2 separate regions of the Mus musculus genome follow, and region 2 is linked to region 1. A link is a contact called in public promoter capture Hi-C data. All regions are on one chromosome and are shown on one strand. Each heading gives the region's core, a stretch centred on a gene start, on an enhancer-like site or on the middle of the called end of the contact. The rest is flanking DNA. Distances are from core to core; before and after follow the strand shown.

The links. Promoter capture Hi-C pulls out the DNA fragments that hold promoters and counts their contacts.
Region 2: a promoter capture Hi-C map of liver shows a contact between it and region 1, with 5 times the contacts expected there. The contact joins two enhancer-like sites. A contact is called at or near these places in 3 of 39 promoter capture datasets (hippocampal neurons and liver), 8 of 484 Hi-C or Micro-C datasets (brain, cerebral cortex and liver), 3 of 115 datasets of contacts at active chromatin or transcription factors (kidney and liver) and 1 of 9 other capture datasets (adipose tissue).

What each region holds. Positions count from the first base shown.
Region 1 is chr10:125,320,679-125,326,632 of GRCm38.p6, reverse strand. It overlaps a transcript of Slc16a7 not described here. Among named protein-coding and RNA genes, the nearest start is that of Slc16a7, 15 kb to the right of the region's middle. Within about 2 kb of position 1,667, at least 38 of the 459 cell types and tissues checked have an H3K27ac peak or open chromatin away from gene starts, as enhancers often do. A contact at or near this core is called in liver, where this site is marked.
Region 2 is chr10:125,486,535-125,492,079 of GRCm38.p6, reverse strand. No RefSeq gene overlaps it. Among named protein-coding and RNA genes, the nearest start is that of Gm40795, 78 kb to the left of the region's middle. Within about 2 kb of position 1,514, at least 16 of the 459 cell types and tissues checked have an H3K27ac peak or open chromatin away from gene starts, as enhancers often do. A contact at or near this core is called in liver, where this site is marked.

The DNA.
Region 1 (5,954 bases), core at 418-2,917:
TGTCTGTTTATGCACACAGATTTGTGTGTGGTGTGGAATGTTTTCAGCATGCATGTGTGTGCACGTCCACATTCATATTGATATCTATAGAGACAAGGGCAGAGTTTAAGGGTGTTTTCTCCCATGATCTCACCTGCCTTTAATTAGTAAATGAAACAGTCTCTCACTGAACCCTTAAGTTTGGCATTTCGACCTGGCTGGCTGTCCAGCAACCTCTCCGGACCCTCCTCCTGGACCCACCTTTTAAATAATCATCATGTTGCAGGCACACAGTTTTATCTGGTTTTAAACATGAATGCCATGGATTTGAACTCAGGTCTTTCTGACTGCAGATCAAGCACTCTCACTCACTGAAGCATCTCCGAAGCCGGAGGTTACTTTTGTTATTGTTATTGTTGTTGTTGTTTTATGTTGGGTATGTGCAGATTTCTTTTTATAGTTGTAGTATACGCTTCAATTGGCACATGGCAACAAACTAATTTCTACTCTGATGCACTGGGTTGTTTTACATTTGCTCTTCATTCTGCCAACCCAAGTTTACAAATCTAGTTACCATCAAAAAGTTTATCTCTATTTCTTTATCCCATTAGTAGACACAGATAACCTGGGTTATACACTGTAGAAGTTTGTCAGGATCTGATAAATTTAAGCAACTCAGAGACACATAACACTTTAGATTCTCTTTAAAACAAACAAACAAAAAAGACAGAGGGGGATTAAGGCCATGAAGGATCCTTAATGTCCACTGGCTTTGCAGAGCATGGGAGAGTCATATGACCTGTGGGAGTCCCCATTCCTTGAGTTCTTAACGGGGACTGGAGCAGTTGTCAGGCTTGACCTAATCGGTACAGTGTGCCAAGCGGGCCTGGTATGGGATGCATCCTTGTAAGCATTCCTAGTGCTGCCCTGACAAAGCCCCACCATGTGGGTGGCTTAGACCAACTCAAAATTATTCTCATTCCATTTTAGAACCTCGAAGTGTGAAATAAGGTGTAGGCTGGGCTGTCTCTTCTTCTCTCTTCCGGACTGGCCTGACCCAGGCTTTGCTTCTCTTGTGGTAATACAACACCAGTCTTCCCATGACATCTCTCTATATCCCGTGGGTACATTCCTACAACGGCACCCTTCATGCCTGCTTGGGAGCCAGTCTACTCAGTATAAGAGTGTGGATCTAGAGCACCCTTCAGAGTTGCTTGTGGGACGTGCATTGCTCTGACTCAGCTCTTCAAGGGGCGGGGGAAGCTTTAGGATGTGTGGGTTAGCGGGAGGAGCTTGGGTATAGGAGACAGGCCCTTAAGGAGATGGTGAGGTCTAGGCCCCATCCTCCTCCTGCCTTTACTTCCCCAGTGAGGAAGTATGCACACTTGTCCTGTCACAAGCCCAACCACAGAGCAAACTGATCAGGGCCCAAAATAGCTTAAACCATTAATAGCAAAATATGTGCCCTGTAGTTTTAAGTCGATTATTGATTGGGTTGTTTTTGAAACTGAAAGTTTAGTAATGTACTTTGTTTCCCAATAATGTCACATGGTAAAAAAACCAAAACAAAACAAACAAACAAAAAAAAAAACCAACCAAACAAACAAAAAACTAGAAGCCAGGGCTTCTCTTCAGGAATGTTAGATAATGAGGTAATAGCCTGTCCTTGATCGTACCAACCCCACATACACTCACCAGATCCCAGTATTTCAAATACCAGCCCTTCCAACCTCAACCCTTAGTCTACATCCCCTCAAAAGAAAGAACTCAAGTTCCAGAATAAAATCCTTCTCCTATGGACCTTTGACATCATGGAAACCAGTGTCATTTATTCCAAGCTAAGATAGGGAGAGAGAAAGGAAAACTTCATAAAGCAAGCAAGCAAGCAAGCAAGCAAACAAACAAAACAAAGCAAACAAGGAAGTGGAAAGAAACAAAGGTTTCATCAGCGTGATGCAAGTGCACGCACTGTCTCATAAAGCAAATTCCACCAGGCTGTGCTCAGGCTTGACTGACACATCGTCCTCTGAACCTCCACTGGAAATGTGGGCCTCGGCCCAGAGTCTCAGCCCTGCTGCACGGGCCTCGGCCCAGAGTCTCAGTCCTGCTCTGGACCAGTTCCGTGCTCCTCAGTCTTTATCTCAGCCCCGGACCTTCCATCCTTGGACTCAGCTCTGCTTCTTCTTCCTTCGTTCTCACCTGTAATTCTTCTCTCTCTGGACGAGCAGCCGCAGTTCTGCCTCAGACTTCCCCATGAGCTTTCTGTGTGTTTGCCCCTCTGGTTTTGTTGCCTTTCAAGGCAGGCTGTTTCTGATGCTGGAAGGCTTTCAAACATCTGCCACCCATTTGCACAATCCAAGGGATGCCAAGTCCTCGGACAAGAGGGTCTTCTGTGCGTTTTTCTTACATTCTTTTCTGTTTGGCCTGGGATTTTAAACTTAGACATTTCCTTGAATGTTTTTCCCATCTATTTTATTCTTTGAGAATTTTATATACTGTATTTGTTGACTTTTTAAAATTTTGAGGTTGCAATATAATACAATTCTACCATTTTCTTTCTCCTCTCCTCCCATTCAACCTTTTTAATATGCCTCCTTGCTCTCTTTCAAATTCACAGCTAATTTTATTAAGTGTTGTTGCATTATATTATACATAGTATATTAATCATTATACATAATATATTATTATATAAATAAAATAGGATATGATAGTATATAATTATACATAATAATATATTGTATTAATGTTATATATTATATAAATCCATGACTATAATATGTAATATTTAAACTTAATATTATAAATGGATTATATAATACAATATTAATGCAACAATAAAGCTATTAATGTGATAATGATAGTAAAATATATTAGTGATGAATTAACGTGTATTAATATATGTATATATTGATACATATACATAAGCAGCTCAGTCTAAATAGTGCTACTTGCATGTCAAGTTTTCAGAGCTGGCCATTTGTTATTGGGTAACCAATTGGTGTGCTCTCCCCTGGAGAAGGCTATTTCTCCCTCTCTCAGCATTCCTTAGCTGCCTTTTGTGCTTTGTCTTGGGTTGAGGCCTCGTGAGCTTTCCATCTGTAGACATCAGCTTTTCTACCAGTGTCTTCATTCAGCTTATGTGGAAGCCATGTTGGTGAGACGTTACGTACGTAGCTTCTGGCAATGCTAGGAGACCCAATCTCACAGTAAACTCTCTGACTCCTATTCCCCAACCATCCCTGAGCCTCAGTGCAGGGGCTTTGTTGTTGATGTACCAGTTGGAACTGGTCTCCATTTCCATTGGTTATCATTTTTTTTTTTTTTTTTTGCAATGTTCTTCTGTTCCTTGATGAGGAACTCTGTAGGCAAGGACAAATATTGCAGGTCTAGTTAGGGATTATGAGATTAGTAACATAGCCATTGTAACTTCTCCTCTAATGCCCATAACTTCACTAGCCCCAGGCTAGATTTCCAGTACCAGGTATGAATTCCCTCTTATTGATGAGGTCTTAAGTCTAATTAGAGAGTTACTGGCTACCTCAAAGGCATGGATGCTAGTATTAACACCCATGCTGAGAGTTACTATGTTGTGATAGCAGTTATGGTTCCTGGGTGTCATAGCTGGATAGGACTGGTCATTGCTTCCTCTTCTTTGGAAGCTTGCATACTACCTTTTGGTCCCACAAAAGTTAGTCCCAAGGGAAGGAGCCATCTGGCCAATTCTAGCTCAGAAGCCTCTGGGCTCTGCATCTAAGCTGCATGGTTGGTGTCTTTAACATTAAGGATTTTCCTTACACCTTTAGGGGCCAGCCAAGGCCAATAGCAGTCACTTAATGTTTTTAGAATCTCGTGTAGTCCTTGAGTAACAACTCAGAAGGGGCCGTCCCATGTCTTGTTTTAGCTACAAGCACACATAACCACTCCCAGTGGATTTGGAGATACAACCTTAGGTCTTGTAACTTACAAGGCCAGTGGTTTACCACTGAGCTATCCTCCCACTCTAACCGTTTTTGATTTTATTAACACATTAGTTATACACACTAGTGAATCTCAGTGTATTTCCTCATCCACCCCCATACGTTATCTAATCCCGCATGATCACTATTCTGCTCTCTGACTCACAGTTTTTAGCTGGCAAAGGAATCAAGAGTGCAAGGCATCGGCTCTTTTCCTGAATTTCATTTAGCTTAATGTAAATGTCAGAGTTTCGTTGTTCTCTGTGGCCTAATGCAACAATGCTGTAAATATGCTGCAGGAAGCTCTGGTATGCAGGTGTGTCCTTAACACACGGATTTTGTTTCTATTAGCTGCATATTCTCAAGGGGTTGCTTTGGTGAGGCCTTTCAATGCTGTGCTCCAGTGTGGAGTGCTTGTTTGGTTTAACACTGCCAGTTGGTTTGCCTCCATTCTTTGTTACACGCTGATTTTAGTAGTTGCATAATAGCCACTCTAAGTCGGTGAGAGTGTGGCTACACTCTGCTACTGACTGCTGATACTATGGCTTAGCCATCTAATTCCCGTATAGTTCTATGAGTAGTCTGTGGACCTTCTAGGTTCCTTTGTCAAAGCACATATGAGGTGTCTCTGTTCTTTCATATTGCTTGAAATACAATTCTTTAGTACAAGTGTGCACATCAGGGAGGGAAATGAGTGGTTATAGGATAACCACAGCTTTTTGAGTCCTAAGATTTTTCATTTTGGTTTGGTTTGGTTTTCAAGCTTAGGAGAGATCACATGTATGAGGTCATGTACTTGTTTGGAATTGCGCAAGTCCAGGCTGCAGTTTGTTTTATATGCAGAGCCCTGACTATGCTCTCCTGGCTGTAGAGTTTGTTATTGTTTTTTGTTTTAATTTTCTGTGTGTTTGTGAGCACAGATTGATTTTCTTCATTCCGGAGGGCCTGAGGGTGTGTACCAGCCCCTTGTATCACCAGTAGCCTTTCCAGTCTTCCACTTTGCACAGAGCACTTAGCTCCCTTCTGCTGCTTAGACACGTGCTTCGCCGACAGCCTGGAGTGGCTGGTTTCACAACACTGATTACGGATTGTGTCTGGGCAGTAGGAACGTCCACTAGCACCTCATTTGGGTTCCTCTGCTCAACTTTTATTTTGCTTACAGCAGAGGAGTTGCCTCCAAATGCAAATGTATAGACTTCCCTGATGCAGTGGCTGATTTTGACTAAATCTAAATAGACCAAATCTGCAGTGGTTGGCATTACAGTTTTGTCTACATTGGATATAACTAATTTGGACCCTAACAGTGTGCAAAATGACAGTCTTACAAAAACGTCAAAGAACCCTATTTGTATTTTTACCTGTCCAGTGAAAGATTGTACATCTCTAAAAGATAATTCTGCTTGCAAACTTTTTGACAGCCTGAGAAATTTAGTCAAGCTAGTTCTTTGGATATATTCAGTTATTTGAACCAAAGCTTTGATGAAGCTGTGGAGTCCTATATCATAAAACATAAGAGAGTTGATTCTGACTTGAGATGCTTTGCAAAACTTCCTACCTCTATCACCTTCATCAGCAAACATACAAGGCTCTTTGAAAATCCAGTATATTGAGGAGGTGGGGACCAGCAAGAGTGGATTTGCTGGTTATCATCCCCACATACAAGACAGCCGATGTGTTGGACATAATTTTTGGCATTTTCGCTTCTGAGTATAGAAGGAGATTTGCCAGAACTGATGGGTTGGTACTGGCAAACCGGTATTGGGAAAATTAAAGTCTTTTCTTTCTGATAACAATTGGCACAGAGATTTAATCATATTTTGAGCCTCGTTCAAAGGCACACAAGAACACTGGTCATCAGCGAATACAAAATAAATACTGGGTCAAAGAATTCCATGACGCTGAGCACAGTTCAGCACTAGCTCAGTGAGGCAGTGCCCTGTGTCACTTATGCGCCGTCCATACTGTAGGTTACCTCACTGACACATAAACTACTCAGAGTAGGAAAGACTCCTTTTGACA
Region 2 (5,545 bases), core at 265-2,764, 170 kb before region 1:
ACTAGAAACTATAGATTTAAATTAAAGAAAAATCCCAGTGTCAGAATTGGGTTACCTCTTTTGGAATTGTTGGCCAGTGAGGTCCCATAGACCACTTCCCCCCAAATTCCAAGTTACTGATCTTGCTCCTCATTCCCCTCTAGAATTGATGGTTAGACCCTGATGTTGAAGACACTGCATGTTTGAGTCATAGAACATGAAGAAATGAAGTTGGGGTTGATATGGAAACTTCAGCTTTAGTGCTGAGCCTTCACATTGTTGCATGGTACCAGAGGGGAACAGGAATTACCAGTCACATCTCGCTGTGAGCACAGTGAAAATCAACATATCAGATCAGATATCCATTGCTATATTAGCAAAAATGTCACGAGGATAAACAGCCACTTTCTGAATGGATTCAAGGCCCAGTTCACAAGATAGAATCCAACCTAGGACACTGACTGGGAAAGAACTTGTGACTGGATAGGTCCTAGGTCCTAGGGGAGAGCTTAGTCCTGTTACTCTGCTAGTGAGAGACAGTGCTAACCTGAGTCCTAATAATGTATGCCCAGAGACTGATTCAGCTCTTCTCTCAACTTTTGTCAGAGAAGCTTCCATTTGAAGCTGTTGAGGGTAAACTAAGACCTAGAAAGCAAGTTACTATGGAATACCTAGCCCTAAGTGACACATCAATGTCATACACCCTCCTCAGTGGCTCAGGAGCCATTGCAGAGGATACCAATGACTACAGAGACTATAGTGACACCACCTCAGGGGGTGGATTACCACAGACAACCATGTTTTTGAGATACAACGGGGAAGTTATGCGTATGTACCCACAGGAGTTCTAACATGTATAAGACCCATGAACCATCAAGCCAGACAAAATCCAGCATCACAAAGGGAGGTAGACATAAAGTCCTACCCCTCACTGAGAAACTATTGACAAATGATCTAAGAGTTTCACAGGAAGGTGGGGTTTCCCGGTTCCAGTCACACAAATAAGAGACCAGCAAATCTAAAGATGTAAAATAACCGTTGTCATCTACCCAGAAACGATACAAATAGGGAGTTGGGTGTGGGCCACTGGCTTTAAAAGTGTTCATTTCTGTCACTAGTATATCAGAGCTGTGTGCCTCAGAATATGTAAGAAGTCACAACACACACCCCTCCTCAAAGAAAAAATAATAACCACTATGAAAATTATTAGGTCAGGAGCCAATTTGTGGGATTTAATGGAAATCTGGAGAATAAATTCACCAGGAGGATGTAGGCATGACAAAATTGGTGATAGAAAAAAATACTATTAAACATGCAAATTAGCCTGGATTTTCTTTTCTGAGTAGAGCCAGGCTAGGACTGCTGAAACAAATGACAATCAGTTTTATGGTGCAGACTAAGGGAGTTCTCAGATGCTGAATAAAGGAACAATAAATGCCCTGCTCCCTCCCATGTCCACAGCTGTGAGACTAAGAGCCCCGTGACCTCCATTTACTGGCAAGGACACGTTGGAGCTCTTTAAACACACAGTTGCATTCTGTTACTTATTTATTGGGACTGTAAGCATGATGCCAGTTTGGTGACTTGCATGTGACTCAATCCTTGAACCTGACCTGCGTTTGCCAAATTTCTCAATCCATTTTGACATTCTTTCCTCTTTCATTCATTTACTAAGCCCCGAACAGATATTAGACATCTTGGTAAATTAAACAGACTTTCTCTATAGACTTATAAAAAGAAAGCTGTTTACATAACCTTTAGATCACACAGCTTGTCTTATTTGTTTTATCCTCTGTGGTAGCATGCCAGCAGCACATGCCGTGCCTTGCAAATGACAACTTTTCTATAGGTGTCTAGCAAAATGTTAAAAGTCAAAACCGGAGGTGAGAAGGGTATTTAATTCAGGAATTAAGCTTGCTGAAATAAAAGTTTATGAATGGCTTTTCTGCAGGGCCTGGTTATTCATTCTTTGTCTTTCCTCCTCTTCCTCTTCCTTCCCCTCCTCTCTGTTGTTTTAAATCTTCTGATACTCAGAAGCAGCTGTGGCAAGGAAAGGTCCCCAAGGCCTGGTCACCTGGTCTGCACACGCTATCTCTGCCTCCCTCTAGTGTGCAGAGCCACAAGGGCTGTGCTTGGGTAAGGGAGATCAAAGCCAGGTGGGCTGGAGTAGGAGGCGTTACCTTACTCCCAAGACAATTCATCTCACTCCTTTTCCTGCCTATATGCTAGGTCTGAAAGCCTGGGTGTATCTTCCAGTCATTTATTCTTCCAGGGATCCCCTAATCTGACTCACTTTGTCAATCTTTTAATGTTTATTGATTTCTTTTTAAAGAAAATTCATTTTGGTTAAGAACAAAGAACTTTCATGAATAGGAAAAAAATTCATGGTAATGATTTTATCTATGAGCTAGGTGGCTTATTTATCTCTTTGGAATGAGTTTATTGACAATGTTTTAACTGCCCGTGTGCGTGTACATGTGTGTGCATATATATATGTATATATATATATATATATATACATATATATATATGTATATATGTATATACATGTATATATGTGTACATATATATACAGATATATATGAATTAAATATATATATTAAATTCAAATTAATTTAAATGGCTATCAATGATTAGATATCTAAGTATAAATTAATACATCTAAGTAAGCTAATATATTTTATATTGAAGTTACTTAGTTTTTTTAAGGAAATGTAATTTATTTTTTATCAAATCATATAAACTCCAAGCTAAGATGATATTTTTGAAGCAAATAGAGGAAAATAAAAAACTAAGAAAAATCATGGTTTCAAGCCCCCTGGCTTACCCCATCAGGTATGGCTGAGCCCAGTGTGAACTCCTGTGCTCAGGGTATCTATGACATAAGAGTCACCCTGACACAGAGTCAGCTTCAGTTAAACCTGGAATAAAAGTGCACTCTCTCCATATAGCTTTATGGTCCAAACAAGAGCAAAAGGGAAACCAAGAAATAAAATGAGCATAACAGAGTAAGCTTCATAAAGCAGCTTGCTTTTTCTATAATGTGTTATTTTATTCATTGAAATTTTATTTAATGAAATGCTATAACTATATCATTCCCTCCTCTTTCCTCCCTCTAGAGAAGCTTTCATGCAGCCTCTTGCTTTCTTACAAATTCTTTACCTCCCCCTCCCCCCTTTTCTATGTTACCGTGACCATTTGGTATTGGCAAATGCCAAGTTGCTCAAGTCTTGTTTGGGTATCCATACTAGCGAGGCTTATTTATTTGGCATTTCTAGGGGACACAATCTCACAGTAAACTTCCTGTTACTCTGGCTTTTACAGGATTTCTGCTCCCTCTTCCACATGATCCCTGAACCTTAAGTGCAGGAGCTTTGTGTGTGTGTGTGTGTGTGTGTGTGTGTGTGTATCAGTTGGGACTGGCACCACACAGTCTCTTGTGAACATTTTGTTCAGTTGTGGTTTTCTGTAATGGTCTCTACCGCACAGTGACGTTTTGTTGATAAGGTGTGAGAACTATACTTATCTGTGGCTACAAGAATAAATATTGAGAAGGTAGTTAAGGAATCATGCTGGTTAGCAAAGCAGAAGTTGTGGGTTCTCCTCCAACATCTGTGACTTCAATAGCTGTGGTTGGCTATGTTTCCCATCCCAGGCATGCTTTCCTCTTCCAAGCAATTAGAGAGCTGCTGACTACCTCCAAGGTATGCATGCTGCTCACTCCAAGATTTCGTTTCAGTTTTCTTTATAGCTGTACGCCAATGAATACACAGGAGAAAGCACCTTCAGCAAACAGTGCTGGGAACGCTGGATGCCAACATGCAGAAAAGTGAAATTAGACTCTCACCCTTCATTTCTCACAGAAAAGGAACATCAAATGCATCAAAGACCTAAATACAAGACCTAAAACACTGGCAAGGTGAGAAGAAAAAAGGGAGGGGATGGGGAGAGGCAGTACCCCACAGAGTATAGACATATAAGAGGACTTTCTGAGTAAGATCCCATTTGCCCAGGAATTTAGGCCAATGATTGACAAATAGGACCTTCTACCACTGCAAATCTTCACCTTCTACCTTCTTCACATATGAGCAAACAGCAGTTTAGTGAAGAAGAAACCCATAGAATGGGAGAGGATTTTTGTCAGCTATACATTTGACTGAAGATTAATATCCAAAATATATAAAGAACTCAACAAATGGAAAAGAAGAAGGAGGAGTAAAAAAGAGGAGGAGAAAGAGGATGAGAAGAAGGAAGAAGAGGAGGAGGAGGAAGAGGAGGAAGAAGAGGAGGAGGAGAAGGAGGAAGAGGAGGAGGAGGAAGAGGAGGAGGAGGAAGAGAAGGAAGAAGAGGAGGAAGAAGAAGAGGAGGAGAAGGAGGAAGAGGAGGAGGAGGAAGAGGAGGAGGATGTAGAGGAGGAGGATGTAGAGGAGGAGGAAGAGGAGGAGGAAGAGGAGGAGGATGTAGAGGAGGAGGGAGAGGAGGAGGAAGAGGAGAAGGAAGAGGAGGAGGATGTAGAGGAGGAGGAGGAGGAGGAGGAAGAGGAGGAAGAGGAGGAGGAGACTCAAAACCCAAATAATATAATGGGAAAAAAATAGGCCAGGAATATGAAGAGAGTGGTCTCAAAAGAAAAGTTAAAAGTGGCTAAGAATTTTTTTTAAAAAAAGTTTATTATCTCTAGCAATTGGGAAAATGAAAATCAAAATAGCTTTGAGATTTCATCTTATTCCAGTCAGCTGCTAAATTGAACAAAACAGAAAAGTTCTGAATAGGATGTAGGGAAATGGTGACCTGCATTCACTATTTGTGGTTTGCAAACTGGCCCATCCATTCAGGATAAAGAACCCTCAAAAAGTTAAAAGTAAATGCACCCTGGGAAGGACCCAGATACACCATTCTTTGGCATTTGTCTAGAGGATTCAACATCTTGCCTCATAGACACTTAGCTATGTCTGCTGCTGCTGTATTCACTCTAGCTAGGAAATGGAAACAAACTAAATGTCCTTCAGTTAAGAAGTGGATATTAAGCGTGTGGCACCTACACGTTATGGAACGTATATGCAGCTTGATTTTGCAGAGCCAAGATGACTGAGTTGTAAGGAGAATGGGAAACTCCACTCTCTAAAAGAAATCTGACAGTCACTAAGCTCATGACAAATGTCCAAGCATTAACCCAAAGCAGGCCAGGACTTTTGACTCATAAAGCAAGTTCATTTAAGTAAAACGATAAAAATTGCCAGGGGCAGGACTTGAAGGATAGAAAGACTTCTGCAGATGTTGGCTATTAGTATTATAAGGTTTTTATTGTAATTACTAGTGTGGCTGGTACTCTTAACTTTGTTTGGAAATGAAAAGTGACCTTTTTGTGTTTCTTAAAGATACACGGATTTATATGAATGACTTAGGAAGCCTACTGGATCAGTGTTAGTCCTCAGGACACTTTACCACAGTAAATCACTCTAATCTTAACAGTTATTAACACTGCATACTAATTATCTATAGGAGATTGGTTCCAACACTCTGTAGATTCTAAAATGTATGTTCTCGGAAGTCTTTTTTTTTTTTAACA